Linked DNA regions of Ovis aries: region 2 is linked to region 1. A link is a contact called in public Hi-C data. All regions are on one chromosome and are shown on one strand. The core of a region is the stretch at or near the end of the contact, and the rest is flanking DNA. Distances in the headings are between cores, read along the strand shown. Region 1 holds the start of MTHFSD (methenyltetrahydrofolate synthetase domain containing). Region 2 holds the start of FBXO31 (F-box protein 31).

Region 1 (4,462 bases), core at 1,523-4,022:
AAATTAAGTGTCCAAGTGACATGTCTCTTCCATTTGCAACTCACTGAGCTGATCACGTGGCCCCAACACACCCCAGGGACGGGAAGTTCAGTCTTCCCTGGGCCAAGGCAGATGATGAGCTGACTTTTGTTTAGCAACCTCATGTCTGCTACACAAGTCCTACCTCTCCAGGCAGTGGCAACTCTGCAGCCCTAGTGCCTTGCAGGGTACCTTGGAGCAGGTGGACAGGAAGTGTTTACTGAATGAATGTATGACTTTTCCAAGACTTTTCTCCCTAATAAATAAAGAGAAAATATAATGCATGCCCACTGTGTGCCAAGATGTTCTGCCTGTGACATCTCTTTAATCCTCTTTTGGGGTAGGTACTGTTCTCCAAGCCAGGCTTCAACAATATGTGAACCATGAACTTCCTGAAGTTCAAGCTGGTTTTAGAAAAGGCAGAGTAACCAGAGATCAAATTGCCAACATCTGCTGGATCATCGAAAAAGCAAGAGAGTTCCAGAAAAACATCTATTTCTGCTTTCTGACTATGCTAAAGCCTTTGACTGTGTGGATCACAAGAAACTGTGGAAAATTCTGAAAGAGATGGGAATACCAGACCACCTGACCTGCCTCTTGAGAAACCTATATGCAGGTCAGGAAGCAACAGTTAGAACTGGACATGGAACAACAGACTGGTTCCAAATAGGAAAAGGAGTACATCAAGGCTGTATATTGTCACCCTGCTTATTTAACTTACATGCAGAGTACATCATGAGAAATGCTGGACTGGAAGAAACACAAGCTGGAATCAAGATTGCCAGGAGAAATATCAATAACCTCAGATATGCAGATGACACCACCCTCATGGCAGAAAGTGAAGAGGAACTAAAAAGCCTCTTGATGAAAGTGAAAGAGGAGAGTGAAAAGTTGGCTTAAAGCTCAACATTCAGAAAACGAAGATCATGACATCCAGTCCCATCACTTCATGGGAAATAGATGGGGAAACAGTGGAAACAGTGTCAGACTTTATTTTTGGGGGCTCCAAAATCACTGCAGATGGTGAGTGAAGCCATGAAATTAAAAGACACTTACTCCTTGGAAGAAAAGTTATGACCAACCAACCTAGACAGCATATTGAAAAGCAGAGACATTACTTTGCCAACTAAGGTCCGTCTAGTCAAGGCTATGGTTTTCCTGTGGTCATGTATGGATGTGAGAGTTGGACTGTGAAGAAGGCTGAGCGCTGAAGAATTGATGCTTTTGAACTGTGGTGTTGGAGAAGACTCTTGAGAGTCCCTTGGACTGCAAAGAGATCCAACCAGTCCATTCTGAAGGAGATCAGCCCTGGGATTTCTTTGGAAGGAATGATGCTAAAGCTGAAACTCCAGTACTTTGGCCACCTCATGCGAAGAGTTGACTCATTGGAAAAGACTCTGATGCTGTGAGGGATTGGGGGCAGGAGAAGGGGACGACCGAGGATGAGAAGGCTGGATGGCATCACTGACTCAATGAACGTGAGTCTGAGTGAACTCTGGGAGTTGGTGATGGACAAGGAGGCCTGGCGTGCTGCGATTCATGGGGTCGCAAAGAGTCGAACATGACTGAGCGACTGAACTGAACTGTTACTATCACCATTTTAAAGGTGAGGAAACTTAGGTCTAGAGATTTTAAGTAACCCCAAATTTTCAGCTACAAGTGAGGGAATTGGGATCTCTTAACTCATTACTTTGCTGCCTCTTTAAGATTAGGGTTAGTGTCTTGGAAATTAGAGACAACTCAAAAAGTTAAAACACAAACTTCTATGTAAATAGTCTATGTGGAAACATACATTTATATAATTTCCTGACTATATATATACACAGTCAAGAGTGTATGCGTGAAGGGATGACTGAACACATGACTCAATGTCTATGATATTTTAGTTTTTTATACCAGCAACTTACAAGCCTGTAATTAACCCTGTGGGGTAAAAGGATTCATTATCAGAGCCCAGAAAAAGCAGACTGCTCCCTGGGAGGTGCAGACAGGGCTTTGATTGTTGGACAGGGCAGGGAAAGAAAGAGGTGAGGAAGCTGTTTTTCACCGAGCCTGCAGACTGTGGGTTGGGTATTCTGAGCTCCAGGAAATACATCAGGCTTAGAATCACCATCCTCCCTCAAAGTGACCACTGGGTCTCACGGTGACCACAAGAGAGGGAGATCCTACGGGCCTACAAAGGACTGAACGAAGCAGAGTGACTCACTCCCCAGCGGGGAAGGAATCTAGCTTCTTGGGAGCCAGCTTCTGTTATTAGAATTATTTATTATTCTATTTATTTACTTTTTAGCACTTTAGGAGATGTTTGTGTGAAGATGATGCGGAGAGAAGAGAGGGAGCAGAAAACAGACCGTGCCATTTAACATCTGTAGAGTCTCACAGGGGAGGAATTGAGTCATGGAGGAGCAATCCCGGTCGGCTTCTCGGAGTAGGGGGCCTCTGGGGACTAGAAGTGGAGGTGGGTGTGTTTGAACTGGCAGTGGGCTCGGACAGGCTACGGGTGTTCACTCGGTAGCCTCCTCTTCTGCCCACCCAGCTCCTGGCAAATGCCTGTCAGACCTAGCGCTCAGTGCTCGCCTGATTGAGAATAAACCTTCAAGACCACACCCACCACCCTCCTCCCAGCGCGCGGACTCGCACGCGCATGCGTGCAGCGGAGCGTTCCCACCAGGCCTCTGCGGCGAGGCCACCGTGCCCCCACCCCGGGTCCAGACTAGTGCGCAGGCGCGGGGAGTGCGCGCACCGGTGACGTCACTTCGCGCGGGACTCCGCCGAGCGAGGTGTCGCGCACTGACAGCGTCGCCATGGAGCCGAGGGCGGGTGAGGGGCGGCCCCGGGCACCACCTGAGAAACGCGCGGGGGATGCGGAGGGGCCACCTGAGAGTCGGGCAGGGGACGCTGAGGGCTACCTGAGAGACGGGCCAAGGAAGGCTGAGGGGCCACCTGAGTGTCGGGCGGGGGACGCGGAGGGGCCGCCTGAGAGACGGACCGGGGGTCGCGGAGGGGTCACGTGAGGGACCGGCAAGGGGTCGTGGAGGAGTCCCCAGGGATTGGGCGGAGAAACCGCCAGAGACAGAAGGGGACATGGACGGGCGGGGTCTCCGAGGGTTCTGAGCGGGGTCGGGACGCTGTCGGTGGAGTAGGTAGAAGAAGCGGGGCTGCCTTCTGGGTAGGTGGTGGTGTCCATTTCCGCACCCGCCTCCCCCCAGATGAGCTCTGCCTCCTGTGTCGTCTGCCCCAGGCCCTGAGGAGGCTCGCCCCAGAGCCCCTGAGCTTCGGTGATTGATTGCAGGATTGCCTGGCAAAGATGGTACTGAGGCTCTCGCTGCCCCCACGGTCTGTTAAAGCCGATTTGGAGAAATGTGAATAAATCCCCTCCTCCGTTACTGGCCGGGCAGCATGGAACAGCACAGGAAACAGGTGCTGGTAGCTCGGTGGAATGGTAACAAAGACCTTTGGAGATGCCTGCCAAGTGCCAGGACTGCGCTTGGGGCTAGAGGTAGAAGGAGGAGGGAGACCCAGGCTGACCTGACGGGCAGTTACAGAACAGGGTTCATGCATTTCTCACATTAATATATGTCGCCTTTTATTATCCTAATTATTTCCCATGTTTTGGTAACTTTCCAAGGGCAGGGCGCTGCCCTTTTATTCTCTCCCTCCCCTTGCAATTAGCCCACTGCTTTCTAAATGGGAGTCACTCAGATGTGATGATTAATTGACTCTGGAGCAAGGGCCACAATGCCTACAATTCCTGGGTCCCACACAGCGACCTGCACAGTGCTGGGGATATTGTTGGACCTCTGAGTTGTTAGTGAAAGTAATGTCGTGGCTTTTTTTAAAAAAGTGTTTATTTATTTGGCTGTCCTGGGTCTTCGTTATTTGCAGGGGCTTTTCTCTGGTTGTGACAGGTAGGGGATGCTCTCTACATGCAGGACACAGCCTTCTTATTGAGGCTGCTTTCCTTGTGGCGCAGGCTGTAGAGGGTTCAGGCTTCAGTTGTGGCTCCCCGGCTCTAGAGCACAGACTCAATAGTTGTGGCTCCTGGGCTTAGTTGTCTCTCGGCATGTGGGATCTTCCTGGACCAGGAATCGAACCCGTGTCTCCTGCATTGGCAGGCAGGTTCTTTACCAATGCACCACCAGGGAATTTGTTTTAATGGTTTCTGTTTTGAAAAAAAAAACACAAAAAACAAAATAGGGTGTTTGGGGTTCCTCAAGAATCAGAGGTCCCAAAGGAGGAATGTCTGTCTCAGCTAGCCCTGACAGGAGAGGAGGTACAAAGACCTGAAAAAGACAGGGGTACAGATGTGTGAGGCCAGGGACCAACATTGGGCCCCTTTTTAAATTCATGGTGGGGGGTGGCAGGAGATGAGGCTGAAGCGGACGACAGGGCTTTGCAGCTCATTCCACACTCAGTGTCAGGGATCCTCAGAGCACTGGAGCAG
Region 2 (4,198 bases), core at 1,521-4,020, 580 kb before region 1:
CCTGGCAGAGGAGACAGCTTGAATAAGGGGCAGGGATGTGACAAGGCATGGTGCGTTCCCACTAAGGAACTGGGTGGCTCCCATTGAGAGATGTTTGGAGACAGGAGATGCTGCCAGACCTGGTGGTTAGGCCTGGATTGTGAAGCACTCTGTGTGATGTGATATGGAGTCAATGGGGCCATTAAATACTAATATTAAATAGGTGAGTGAAGCATGACTCTTGTTTTGTTTCTGTGTTACCATTTGCAGGAAGTGAGTTCTGATAACAGGCTGGAGGACAGTTCGAAAAAACACCCAGATACAGGGAAGGCAGTCACAAGTTGTTTTCCAATTGCCCCGAGCTGAGATAGTCAAGGTTTGAAGTCCAGCATTGTTACTTCTGTCAAGATGCACTTCCCTGTTTATGGGATTCTGTGGACTGGGGTAGGCAGCCGTCTTTTCCGCTTGGAGACCTCCTTAGGGAAGTAGTGAAGAGCCAGGACCTTGTGGAGGCTGGGCCCAGGGAACTGGTAGAGTCGTTATTTTTCAATCTGAGAAGAAAGAGCAGCGCTGACCAGAAACACTGGGGTGGTCTGTGGATTCTTAGCTTCCATATGGGCTCTGGGCAGTTGCTCCAGCACTTCAGGGTATTGACGTCAGTCTGGACCAGAAAGGAGTTGGGCCCAGCCAGGCAGAGGTCTGCTTCCTCTCGTAATCGCATCCTTCTCTCTGGAAATGACAGTTTCTTATTATTAGTGCTGCTTAAGGGGAAGCCACTGTCACAGGAAGGCTTTGTGTCTTTCACCCCTGCCCCAGGCCCCAGCTGGCTTCCCCTCTAGAACCCACAGTACCCTAGAGCACAGTAAACAAGGTAATTAGGGCACAGCAAGATCATATAGATCTGATAGAGTGCCTGAAGAACTATGGACAGAGGTTCATGACACTGTACAGGAGGCAGTGATCAAGAAAAATAAATGCAAAAAGGCAAAATGGTTGTCTGAGGAGGCCTTACAAATAGCTGTGAAAAGAAGAGAAGTGAAAAGCAAAGGAGAAAAGGAAAGATATACCCATTTCATTTGAAAAGACCCTGATGCTGGGAAAGATCGAAGGTGGGAGAAGGGGCCAACAGGATGAGATGGTTGGATGGTGTCACTGACTGGATGGATATGAATTTGAGTAAACTCCAGGAGTTGGTGATGGACAAGGAGGCCTGGTGTGCTGCAGTCCATGGGGTAGCAGAGTCAGACACGACTGAGCGACTGAAATGAACTGAACTGAACTGAAGATCATACAGACTACCCACCTAGTGTGATTTCCCCTTTTCATTGCAATCAGGGTAGAAATAAGTGAATGTCAGTTTTTAAATAAAAGAAAGGCATAATTTAGGGTCCGACTTGGCTTAACTAGTTCCAGGTGCTATAAGTTTGTGTTGTTCCCCTAATCACACCTTATATGACCCTTCTGGGTCATGGGGAGACGTGGCGTGGTTATCCTTGTGCGCATCCTGAATTGTTCTCACAGGGGGGATCCTTGAGGTGTACACTGGGGTCCTTTGAAACTTTTGGTGGGGTTCTTGGGATCCTGCGGGGAGTTCTTCCAGGCCTTCCCGGGAGGTCCTCAGAAGAGTGTTCTCTGGGCTATCCTGGGAGGTTCTTCATGGAAGGGTGCTCACGGGGGTTTTAGAGGTCCTGAGGGTTTTAAGAGGGCTCCTCCTGAAGGGTCCGAGGCTGGTATCCTCTGAGCCTTCATGGGGGGGTTGTAGGAGGACTCTCTTCCAGGCCTTTTTGGAGGATTCTCCAGAGGGTCCTCAGAGCCTTTCTGGAGAGTTCTTGGAATTCCCAGGGGTCTTTTTAGGGGCCCTCCTGGGACGATCCTGTGGGGGTGTCCTCGGGCTTCCCTGGATGGTTCTTTGGGGATCTTCAGGGGGATTCTTGGGGGCTCCTTGAGGCCTTCCCAGAGGGTCCTTGAGAGAGGGGGTCCTCCAGTTTCCCTGGGGGTCCTCTGGGTCTTCCCAGGGGGTTCTTTGGGGATCCTTGGGGGGAGCTCTGGAAGGGGCCTTCGGGCCTTCCCGAGGCATTCTCCGAGGGCGAGGTGGGGGGGGGGTCCCTCGTAGGGTCTTCAGAGTGACCTCTGGGAGAGCTCCAGTCCCGTACTCAGGAGGTGGTGAGTTCGGCCCTCACAACCGGCAGCACGCCATCTACTGTCTACCCCGTCGTGTGCGCTCAGTCGGGAAGGGGCGGCCGTCGTGCGTTTGTCGGTGACATTCCTTTCCCGTGCTCTGTCCGCGCTCGCGACGGGAGGCCCGCAGTCCTCAGGTGAGCGGAGGCCGGGGCCGCCTGGGACGGGTGGGGCTGCGAGAAGAGGGACCTAATGAACCCTGAAGGGCGGTCGAGGCGAGGGGCTTTCCGGCCACGCGAGCCCAAGACTCTTCGGGTCCCCCCTAGTGGGCGTGGCCAAGCCCCAGACAGGGACGTCGGCAACGTACTAGAGGCGTGGCTTAGCTGTCAGGCGGGGCGGGGCCTCAAACCCCAGGGGCGTGCCTTGGTTCCCTGGGGCGGGGCTTGGCTCTCTGACGGGGCGTGGCGAGGCAGGGCTCTCCCAGGGGTGGTGCTCCGCTCCCCAGGGGGGCGGGACTCCGCGTTTCTGGGGGCGGGGATAAAGCTCCTTGGAGGGGCGGGAATAAGGCTCCCTGGAGGGGCGTGGCGCGGCGTGGAGGGGCCTGGCTCTCCGGCCGGGCGGGCGGGGCTCTGCTCTCGGGCGGCGCGTGCGCACTGGCGGCGGCGGCGCGGCGGCCGTCAGTCGCCGGCATGGCGGTGTGCGCTCGCCTCTGCGGCGTGGGCCCGTCGCGGGGATGCCGGCGCCGCCAGCAGCGCCGGGGCCCGGCCGAGACCGCAGCGGCCGACAGCGAACCGGACACGGACCCCGAGGAGGAGCTCATCGAGGCGGGCTCGGCGGCGCTGTCCGGGGCGGGGGACGACCGGAGCGCGGGCCCCTCGTCGCCCCCGCGATGCTCGCTGCTGGAGCTGCCGCCCGAGCTGCTGGTGGAGATCTTCGCGTCGCTGCCCGGCACCGACCTGCCCAGCCTGGCCCAGGTCTGCACCAAGTTCCGACGCATTCTGCACACTGACACCATCTGGAGGCGGCGCTGCCGGGAGGGTGAGTGCGCCGGGGCGGGGCCTGGGCCCCAGGGGGCTTGACTGGGAGGGGCTAGGGTGGGGTCCCCACCAGCTCTGGAAGGGCAGTTGCCATCGAACAAGGATCCCTGGCGGAAGGTCCCAGCCACCGGGTGCTGCTGTGACCCCGGGGGCCGCTGCCACAGATGCGGGCGCGGGTACCGGGCGCGGCGGAGTTCATGGGGTGCTCAGAGACGGGTGAGGGGGTCCCCCAGCTACGGGGGCCAGGACGCCGAGGGCAGCGACGCGAGCTGGGGCTGGGTTTAGGCCGGGGAACTAGCTGACGTCTGTGACACCCTTCTCGGTTCCCGGTCCCTGGGGGCGGAGCTGACGAGATCGATGAGGGTGAACTTGAATAGTTAGGGGAGCCCGAGGGTTTGGACGGTCTCGAGGGCGAGGACCTGGTCTGTGAAGCGGTGGGTTGTGAGGCAGGCATTGCTGGAGGGCGCTTATGCCCCGCTCAAGGGATGCTGATGTCCGAAGTGAGGGTGGTGAATAGTTTTGTAACAAATCCCCTGAAAACAGCTTTACTTAACCCAGAGTTCAGGGCTCTGTATTCATTTAAACGTTGACAGATCTCTGCTGTTCACTAAACTCTAGAGTTTCGGTAAAAAGGATAGGTAAGAAGAAAAACCAAACAATGAAGGACAAAAAGGGAAAAAAGTAAAAAATCATCAGAGGTCTTTGCTATCAAAGATGAGCCACTCTTAAAATTTTGGGAAACGTCTCACCGTATGCACATGTGGAGTCATGTACACATTTTTCCGTAAATGGGACCGTATCATTTATGATCTCAGAAGATTCAGTATAAAAAACTTCATAGTGTTCCACTGCCTGTGTATGCCACAGGCTAGTCCTTTACTGTTAGACTTTTAAGCTTGCAGTTTTTCCTTGTGCCATCGAGACTGCCTTGTGCATTTTATAGGAATTGATGGGACTTACATGTACCTTTTAGAACTTCTGAGACTATCTTCTTGGGGTGTAACTTTCCAAAGTGGGGTTGTGGGCAGCAGGGAGGCTGTGCATCTTGATAACACCTTACAACT

What was found. A called contact is a pair of places that touch in the nucleus more often than the background predicts.
Region 2: a contact with region 1 is called in a Hi-C map of tail adipose tissue, with 2.6 times the contacts expected there. The contact joins the promoter of FBXO31 here to the promoter of MTHFSD in region 1. A contact is called at or near these places in 2 of 16 Hi-C or Micro-C datasets (muscle and tail adipose tissue).

The regions. Positions count from the first base shown.
Region 1 is chr14:11,918,664-11,923,125 of ARS-UI_Ramb_v3.0, reverse strand. MTHFSD (methenyltetrahydrofolate synthetase domain containing) reads left to right here and starts at 2,772. Exons shown (of 8, transcript XM_060397897.1): 1 at 2,772-2,838.
Region 2 is chr14:12,502,765-12,506,962 of ARS-UI_Ramb_v3.0, reverse strand. FBXO31 (F-box protein 31) reads left to right here and starts at 2,770. Exons shown (of 7, transcript XM_042231526.1): 1 at 2,770-3,135. The coding sequence starts at 2,787.